Linked DNA regions of Mus musculus: region 2 is linked to region 1. A link is a contact called in public HiChIP or PLAC-seq data. All regions are on one chromosome and are shown on one strand. Each heading gives the region's core, a stretch centred on a gene start, on an enhancer-like site or on the middle of the called end of the contact. The rest is flanking DNA. Distances are from core to core; before and after follow the strand shown.

Region 1 (4,175 bases), core at 1,107-3,606:
GCAGTGTAACCAAGCTGGGTAGGACAATGGGCCGGGAATGGGACAGTCCTATCCGTCCCCTTCTTTGTGTCTTTTCATTTGCCTCTTTCAAATGTAGCGGTTTTGCTAAGCCTGGTAGTCTTACTAATTTTCGGAAAAAGAGAACACTACATAAATCCGGGGACTACACACACTTTTACAAGAGATGCTGAGCAAGCCACAGAAACCAGTGCCTTCTCTACTTTATCTTTCCTCCAAAGAACTAAACAACCTGGAACTCCAAATAAAAATAGTTTGACAAAAGTATCAGTCATTTAATTAGGAGATATGCCAATCAAGTGTAAAAAAGAACGGAAGTAACCAAAGTTAGTTTTCATTAGCATTTCTATGGTTGCCTTCCCCGAATGTGTTCAGAGAGCTAAGTCGCTTGTAAGCAATATACTCCCAACACATTCGGAGTCTCTTCTTAGTAACCCAGAAAAGAACACAAAAAGAGGTGGCGCCAGTTGGTTCCTGGGCGCGAGAAGGTCCCAATTAGTTCCTGAGACCACAGCAGTCTGCTCAGGAACTTAGAACTCGGCAAAAGCGCCGCAGGTTCCTGGGGGGTGAGGGGTGGAGAGGCTGTGACAGCGCTTGGTACTGAAAGGTCTCGGCGGGGCGCCGCCCCTCGGCTTGGCCTCCACCCCTCTCCCTCTCTGGCTGTTCAGTCTGCTTGGTGGCAGGGTGCCCCTGGGGAGACCCGCGCCCACCTGTCTGCTCCCCCTTACCTGTATGGGTCCTCTTGTGGATCTTGAGGTTCTCAGAGCGGGCAAAAATCTTCCCGCAGCCCGGGAAGGGACACGGGAAGGGTTTCTCGCCAGTGTGCACTCGGATATGGTTGACCAGTTTGTACTTCGCCTTGAAGGACTTGCCTTCGCGGGGACATTCCTCCCAATAGCAGACGTGGTTGTTCTGCTCCGGGCCCCCCACATGCTCCATGGTAACATGCGTAACCAACTCATGCATGGTGCTGAAGGTCCGGTCGCAGCTCTTCTTGGGCCGGCTCAGCTGAGCCTCCTCGATCCACTTACAGGACAGCTCCTGCTTGATGGGCTGCCGCATGTAACGGAAGAAGGCGCCCGGCCCGTGGTGGGCCGCCACGTTCACGCCCATGTTCATGTTCATGGGGCTATAGTTAGGGAACTGCGCACTGGCCGCGTAGGGGTCCGTGCGCGGGCTAGCCACGGGGCGGTATGGGTCTGCACGGCCAAATAGCTCCCCGCGCAGCCCCAGATGGACCTGGTTGTTGTCCACGTGCCCTGTGGGCGACGGGTGCCCAGCGCCCTGCTCATGAAGCCCAGGAAAGAGCAAGTAGCTAGGAGGCTCAGGAATACCAGCTGGAGCGTGAAGACTGCTCGCCGAGCCAGCGAAAAGCCCGTGCTGCCCGCCCCCGGAGGCTGCCTCGCTGAGCCCAGAACCGCGCTGACGGAACAGAAAGTCGCGCGTGGAGTTGAAAGCGGCGGAGGCAGCGCCGCCGTAGGTGGGCACCTGGCTGGCGTGATGGTGGTGATGGTGGTGGTGATGGTGGCCCAGGGCATTGGCATAACCTGAACCCTGCGGTGTGAACGCTGAGCTCTGGCCCGAAGACAGATCGTGAGCGGTGGCTGGGCTCAGCTTGAAGGCAGCGGCGGCAGCGGCGGCGGCCGCAGCGTGGGTTGAGTCCCCGAAGGGATTCAATCCCATGCCTGCAGGCTCGCGGTTGGGCATCTCGTGGTGGCGCGGAGCACCGAAGCTGCCCACTCCCAACCCAGGGAACTGCGGGCCTCCGTCCAGGAGCATCGTCATAGGTAGGGTGTTCTGGACACAGAAGATCCGGCCGAAGTGAGCAAGGGTGCAGGCGAAGGAGATCCCTGAAGGGCCGTAGTCGGAAAGGGATGGCGGCGGTTGAACACTGCCTGGAGACCCCCTAGGCGCTACCCGGAGCTGCAACTTTCCTAGGCTGCGAGAGTCTCCTGCAGAGGGACGGGAGGGAGGAGGGGAAGAAAAAGGATTGGGGGGAGGGCGATGGGAGAGGAGGAGGGAGGAGAAGGGAGGAGAAAAGACTCTAGGACTAAATCTGCTTAACAAACTAACAGGAGCGCACAAAGAAAAATAAGCAAAATAATAAGTGGAGGGCGGGGTTTGTCAATCCTGTCCCGGACACCCCTCCTCTACTCAAGAGCGCGGAACCACGGGGCCAGAGGCTCCTCGGGTCCCGGCTTTCAGGAGCAACTGCACCAAGAAGCAGAGGCGGAACGTGGCCAGAGGGCAGGCAGCCTGCAGTAAGCAGGCTCGAACCTCACTGCTCGCTTCGCGAGTCCAAGCCTCTTCACCTCCAGAGTAATGTCCTTGGACTGATAAAGTCAATCACTCACTCCTCGCACATAAACCGAGCGGGAGGCTGGGCAGCGCGCACCAATGGGGAGCCAGCTGGCCTGAGATCACCTGACCCCCGGCCCTGTCGCCCATTGGCCACCGACACAATGATTGGCAGCGCGAAGCGGAGAACATGGCAGCCGCTGCCGGGCGACCCCAGCTGATTGGGTAGCTGCGGAGCGCCCGGCAGGTGAGGCAGCCGCTGCTCAGCGTCCCTGAAAGGGATCCGCCGGGTTTGCGAGGCTGTGGGGAACTGGGGCCAGGCTTCCGCAAGCGGCGGGACAGAGCTGAGCCTCTCCCTGGCTTGGCCCTGCTCTAAGCCGGCAGCAAGCACCCCTCGCACGCTCTGTACCCGCCTAGACTAAAGAAACTCTTTGACCCAAGAAGATACTTGTCGTTGCCGTTCCCTTTCGGTCCAGAAGACACTGTGGTACCCACTTGGGACCCTGCTGCCTCACCACCTTGAGAACGTTTTCCTTCCGTAGGTACCGAGAACAAATTCCCGCATGAGTGGGGCAAATCTGTGTTCCTGATCAGCTGTGGCTTTCACCCCACACCCCATTAGATTATAAACCCAGGCCGGTTCAGTTTCTTCCCTGCCTGTGCCCCAAACTAGAGGTAGCTGTCCACTGCCCAAACTAGAAGAAACGATAGCTCATAGAGCCTACTAACGGTAATTCGGAGTCAGACTGTGACCGTGTGGTCTGTGATTAGCGGCTGTACTCACTGCTTCTCAGCAACATCCCCTTGTCCCGTGATAGAACAGACAACAATACAACAGCCATGTACAACACAACCTAAGCAAATAGCAGGAAACACGAATGAAACACAGAAAGCAAGCACACCTCCTGAAAGACGCAGAACATACTAAATAAAGTAAGCAACACAGTATCAACACTAAACAAAGCACAGAGAGCATATAGACACATACCAGAAACAAGCATAGATGCTAAATTAATGTGTAAGAACACAGCCTATGTATACAAAACACAGAGTAAAAACATACTAGACAGTGACTGTGCTTTTCGTGTGGCTGGAGCAACAAGCTTTGAATACTCAACATTCTGAAATGCCGAAGTGTTAAAAGGACAACAGGGAATGGAATTTTCCTCCCCTCTTAACATCCCGGGCTTTGCTCTCTTCTATGCCTATCCAGTGAAGCACCTAGTGACTCAGGGAAGCAGTCAGTCCCTCAAGGAATTGCTTTCCAGGGAACTGTGCTGGAGTGGCCTCTTTACCCACCACTCTTCCCCCTGGTGAGAGGTTTTTTGTTTTTGTTTTTTTTTTTTGTTGTTGTTGTTGTTTTTTGTATTTTTTCCCCCTCTGAACAAAATGACCAGAAGCAGGGTTATAAATCCACCCATGATTTGTGCGGCAAAGCACTAGCAAAGGGTGGAAGAAAGTGAGTGGGAAGAAAAGACTGAGAGGTGGCTGGGATTGTCACATCCCAAGCAGGGCAAAGCCTCTAAAAGTCTATGCCTTGAGGCAGGCTCACAGCCTGGCCGCCATCTCTCTGTAGCAAACAACAACTGATCAAGTTCAGAGGCGCCAGGAGAGACCGCCTCAAGCAGCGCGTTAGAACTGCAGCTTTTCCGGTTCTGCCCTCCTCCTATCTGACTGATCTGGCCAACACCTCACCTTCTAAGATAGTTTGCGGAGAGAAGGTGCTACTGGCACATCTTATAGTAAGTCACCCCTTCACAGCCAATTCACCCCAATCTCACTCCACATTTAGAGCCCACTCCCCAGATTGCAAGGTGAGAGTGCACTGATGACTTTTAAATTATTGCATTTACCGAAAA
Region 2 (4,175 bases), core at 1,134-3,633, 2.1 Mb before region 1:
TCCTGGGTATATATTCAAAGGACTGTACATTCTATTAGAGATGTTAGTTTCATCTCACAAAAATAAAGGGAAAAGTAGATATAGAGATAGATAGATAGATAGATAGATAGATAGATTAATAGATAGATAGATAGGATATATCTGGCTTGTCTTGAAGTCCCTATGTTGGGCAGGATGTCCTTGAACCTGCCTGCCTTTGCTTCCTTGGTGCTGGAATTAAAAGCATGCACCATGGTGCATAGATGTGTGTGTGTGTTTGTGCTATGATAAATATACTTTGTAATATGCACAATGCTAGCACGTTCTTTTATTGTCAAGTAACCTATATAACCAGTATGGTGACACTGTTTTGCTTTCATCGCACTGTTTAATGCATGCTAGTTTTGAGTTCTAATTCATCCTAAGAAGGAATTAGTTGAGCAGCATAGAAGGTCAGCAATCACCCTCGGATCCTCACGTCACTGTTTACACCTGACTCATTGTAGCTAATAATTGAAGGAGTCCAGAGTTATGATTTCAAATGATAGTCTAGAGTCACCTTTTCCTCAAGCAGTAAACACTTGATTTCGGATACATCATCACTGTGTGAACAATACAGTTCATGAAAGGACTGCTGACATTTATAGAAGACATTTGTTCCCTAAAACTATAGTGGCACCTGGCGTGGTGAAGCATGTCTTTAATCCCAGCACTCTGAAGGCAGAGGCAGGTGGATTTCTAAGTTGGAGGCCAACCTGGTCTACAAAGTGAGTTCCAGGATAGCCTGGGCTATACAGAGAAACCCTGTCTTGGGGGGGGGGGGGGCGGAGATATAGTGGCACTGGAAATGGACTTAAAGCATGTGACCAGGCAGAGGCAGGTGGATTTCTGAGTTCGAGGCCAGCCTGGTCTACAGAGTGAGTTCCAGGACAGCCAGGGCTACACAGAGAAACTCAGTCTCGAAAAACAAAAACAAACAAAACAAAACAACAAAAAAGCATGAGACCATCAGAACAGCCATTTCTTTTAAGGAACATCAGGGGGAAATTTTCACTATGTATGAAACAGTAGTTTCTACAGAAATAATAGGCTTTTTTTGTTTGTTTGTTTTTTTTTAATCTGAGACAAGGTTTCTCTGTGTAGCCCTGGCTGTCCTGGAACTCACTCTGTAGACCAGGCTGGCCTCAAACTCAGAAATCCACCTGTCTCTGCCTCCCAAGTGCTGGGATTAAAGGCGTGTGCCACCACTGCCCGGCTTCTATAGCTTTTCCTTTTTTTTTTCCAGATTATAATTTATTTACCAGATTTCTTTTTTCCCCCTTCCCTCCCTCCAGCCCCTCCCCCCTACCTCCCTGCTAGCCCTTCAAAGTCCTGCTGCTCTAGCTTTTGTTATGAGCAGCTAGCTTTCCCTTACTCTTCCAAAGCTTTCTTCTGGGGAGCTTTGGGCTTAGGAGAAGGGATTGGCTGGGACCTCCCATCCTTTCTCACTTGGTTCTTCAAGAGGATGTCTTGTCTTGCTGCCACCCCCCCCATTCCCCTGGTCAGTTTGTTGTTATTTTTCGTTTTAATTGCGTATGTGATGTTTTTGAGACAGGATCTTTTGTAAGTAGCCCAGACTGGCCTGGAATGGGCTATGTCGCTGGAGATAACCCTGATCCTTCAGAGTCCATCTCCTACCCAGAAGTGCACACTAGGAAAACACTCTACCAACTGATCTGTATGTTCAGATTCGACTTTGGTTATTATTTATTTTTGTGCATAACATATGTATTACAGTGCATGTAGAGGTCAGGGAACACTTATGTGGGATCAGTTCTCTTATTATACCATAACTTACACAGGGTTCCTTTAACCCAGGTTGATCCAGCAAGTGTTTTTTACCTCACAGTCTTCTCAGTAGCCCATTTCTATTTCCTCCTTTCCTTTTTAAAGCAAGTCAGGAAACTTGGGCGAGTGCAGGCTGGTGGGGGGCAGGGTGGGAGAAGGCACATTCAGGCTAGAGCTCCAGCCCTTTTGGACTAACCAGGGCTGCTTTTCTGGCATCAGCAAAGCTCTCCAACAGTGTTATCTGCAGGTGCCCACACTGTGTATCCTTACTCCACTCCTGCCCTGCCCTGAGAAGCAGGATGCAAAGGAAGAAAACTCTTGACTCCAGCTCCCACTGCCTAGAGTGAGAGGTCGGGCGGTCTCCTCCCTACACGTGCTCCAGCCTTCCCTACCCCTCCGCGGGCGTATCTGTGGGGGCTGTCCCCTCTGGTTCTCGGTGTCCCGCCCCTGATCCATCCTGTTGGAAACTAGGCGGGGACGTGGGTGTACATCCACTCCGAGCGGAGTTGCTCAACTCTCAGTAGCTGAGGTCAGAAGTGCTCTGCAGCCAGAGTCTTGAAATCTCTGCAAGTTTCTGGGCTCCCTGTCCTGGGGCTTGTTGGTCCCAGCTAGGGGGCTCTAGTCTTCTAAGCCACTGAGCTGCGTAGACTGCGACCCTTCTGGCCGCGTCTGTGCTTGCACAGACGGGCTGCTAGCGAGCCAGAGTCCGGCAGTGGCCAGTTGAGGTTGGGGTCACCAACTAGCGAGTCTGGCTTGAGGATGGCGGAAGCAGGGCCCCCTCCAGCAAGGTTCCCTCCAGCAAGGCTCCCTCCAGCAGGGTCCTCTCGGGCTGGGCTCCCTCCAACAGGGTCCCCTCCCGCTTCCACTCCGGCCCTGGCCTCGCAGTGGCTGGCGGTCAAGCGTTTGCCTAGGGCTGCCGCCAAGGCGCCCAATCTCCAGCTGAATCAGGACCACTGTTCTTTCGTGCCGTTCACGCAGGCGGTCCCGGTGCAGGTGGACATGGCCATGGCCCTGCATCGCGTTAGGATCGCGGAGAAGTACGGGAAGAACTACCTCTGCTTGCTGCAGGCAGTCTTCCTAGCAGGTGAGTACCACATCCCTGTGCACTCCCACTCAGTTGCCTGGAACACTGGGCTCTCTCCCCTCTTCCCGGCTCCCTCCTCAACCTGTTCGGGTAGGGGATGTCTGGTGCACTTTGTCTTCTCTGCTCTCTCTCTCTCAATCAACCTCTCTCTCTCTCTCTCTCTCTCTCTCTCTCTCTCTCTCTCTCTCTCTCTCTCTCTCTCCCTCCGTCTCTGTCTCACTCTCTCTTTCTCCCTCTCCTTTCCCTGCCCCCATTCACTCCATAATCCACCCCCCCTGCTGTGGCACTCCTAGTTTAGAGCCGCCCAGACTGTGGACCTCAGTTCCTCAGGCCAGCTGCCACTCTGAGGATGTGTGTGGCTCTCTGCTCAGCTCAAGCCCCGCAGGTGGACCCCCAGAAGCCCGCCATGCAAGGTGAGACTGTTCCAGGTCTCTTCCTCACTTCCCACCACCACCCACCTGGATGCCTCTTGGTGGAGTTGGGAATGTTAAGGGAGGAATCTTCCTACACCGCATTCTGTACCCTAGAGCGGAACCTTGCTGAGGAGGAGGATGCAGATGCACTTCCCTGTAACACTCCCTGTAGTTTTTAAAGCGAGGTTTATTTACTTGTGTGGGTGGTTGCTGTTTGTTTCACGTACGCGTGCTAGGGCCAAGTCAAAAAGGCGCTTGGATTCTGAAAGCCGCGGGCCTGAAGTTGGAGGAGGAGTTTGCAGGCAAACTGCGGTCAAGAATTTGGGTTTTCTCACTAGGACCGCCACTTCTTTCCAGCCTGGTCCTATGAGCTTCCTGTCTTCCTTCAGCTCTTACTACAAAGGCGAAAGGCTCTTTCTTACTTGCCTTGGAGGGACAAAACCAAAGCTAACAAATGTCTTAACTGCTGCCACTGTTTTGGTAAAAAGCTTAAGAGTAGTGAGAGGCGGCACTTGATGTATACATATTGAGCTAGTCGGAGTTGCTTGGCTTTGGACTCTTGGTGTACCGTGAAGCATGCAGAGGCTCCTAAAATTTAAAGTTCCTCTAATACCATTAGCAGTCCAGGAATATCCGCCAGGTGCTGCAGCTCTGGCCATGTCTTTTGTGCGTCTGTGGTGCTTGCTTACCCTGCGGTGTTCCTTGTAATGGGAATTTGGGAATTAAAAACTAGACATGGTGTAGTTTTTCTTTTCTCAAATCAGGTAGCCACAGTGTGTGTTCCAAATTCCTCTTCTTGTTTGAGGCTGTCCACGAATTGGAAGGAGGTCACGTCGATGACTTCGGTTAAACCACAGGAAACCCAGGGCTCT

What was found. HiChIP or PLAC-seq counts read pairs in DNA pulled down with a chosen protein or histone mark.
Region 2: a contact with region 1 is called in an H3K27ac HiChIP or PLAC-seq map of embryonic stem cells, with 5 times the contacts expected there. The contact joins the promoter of Mcf2 here to the promoter of Zic3 in region 1. A contact is called at or near these places in 1 of 39 promoter capture datasets (stem cell-derived epiblast-like cells) and 2 of 115 datasets of contacts at active chromatin or transcription factors (both in embryonic stem cells).

The regions. Positions count from the first base shown.
Region 1 is chrX:58,028,809-58,032,983 of GRCm38.p6, reverse strand. It overlaps Zic3 (zinc finger protein of the cerebellum 3), which reads right to left and starts at 2,356. Exons shown (of 3, transcript NM_009575.2): 1 at 747-2,356. The coding sequence starts at 1,803. RefSeq lists enhancers at 2,351-2,380, 2,523-2,553 and a cis regulatory region at 2,533-2,541.
Region 2 is chrX:60,177,297-60,181,471 of GRCm38.p6, reverse strand. Mcf2 (mcf.2 transforming sequence) reads left to right here and starts at 2,383. Exons shown (of 28, transcript NM_001289731.1): 1 at 2,383-2,890. The coding sequence starts at 2,566.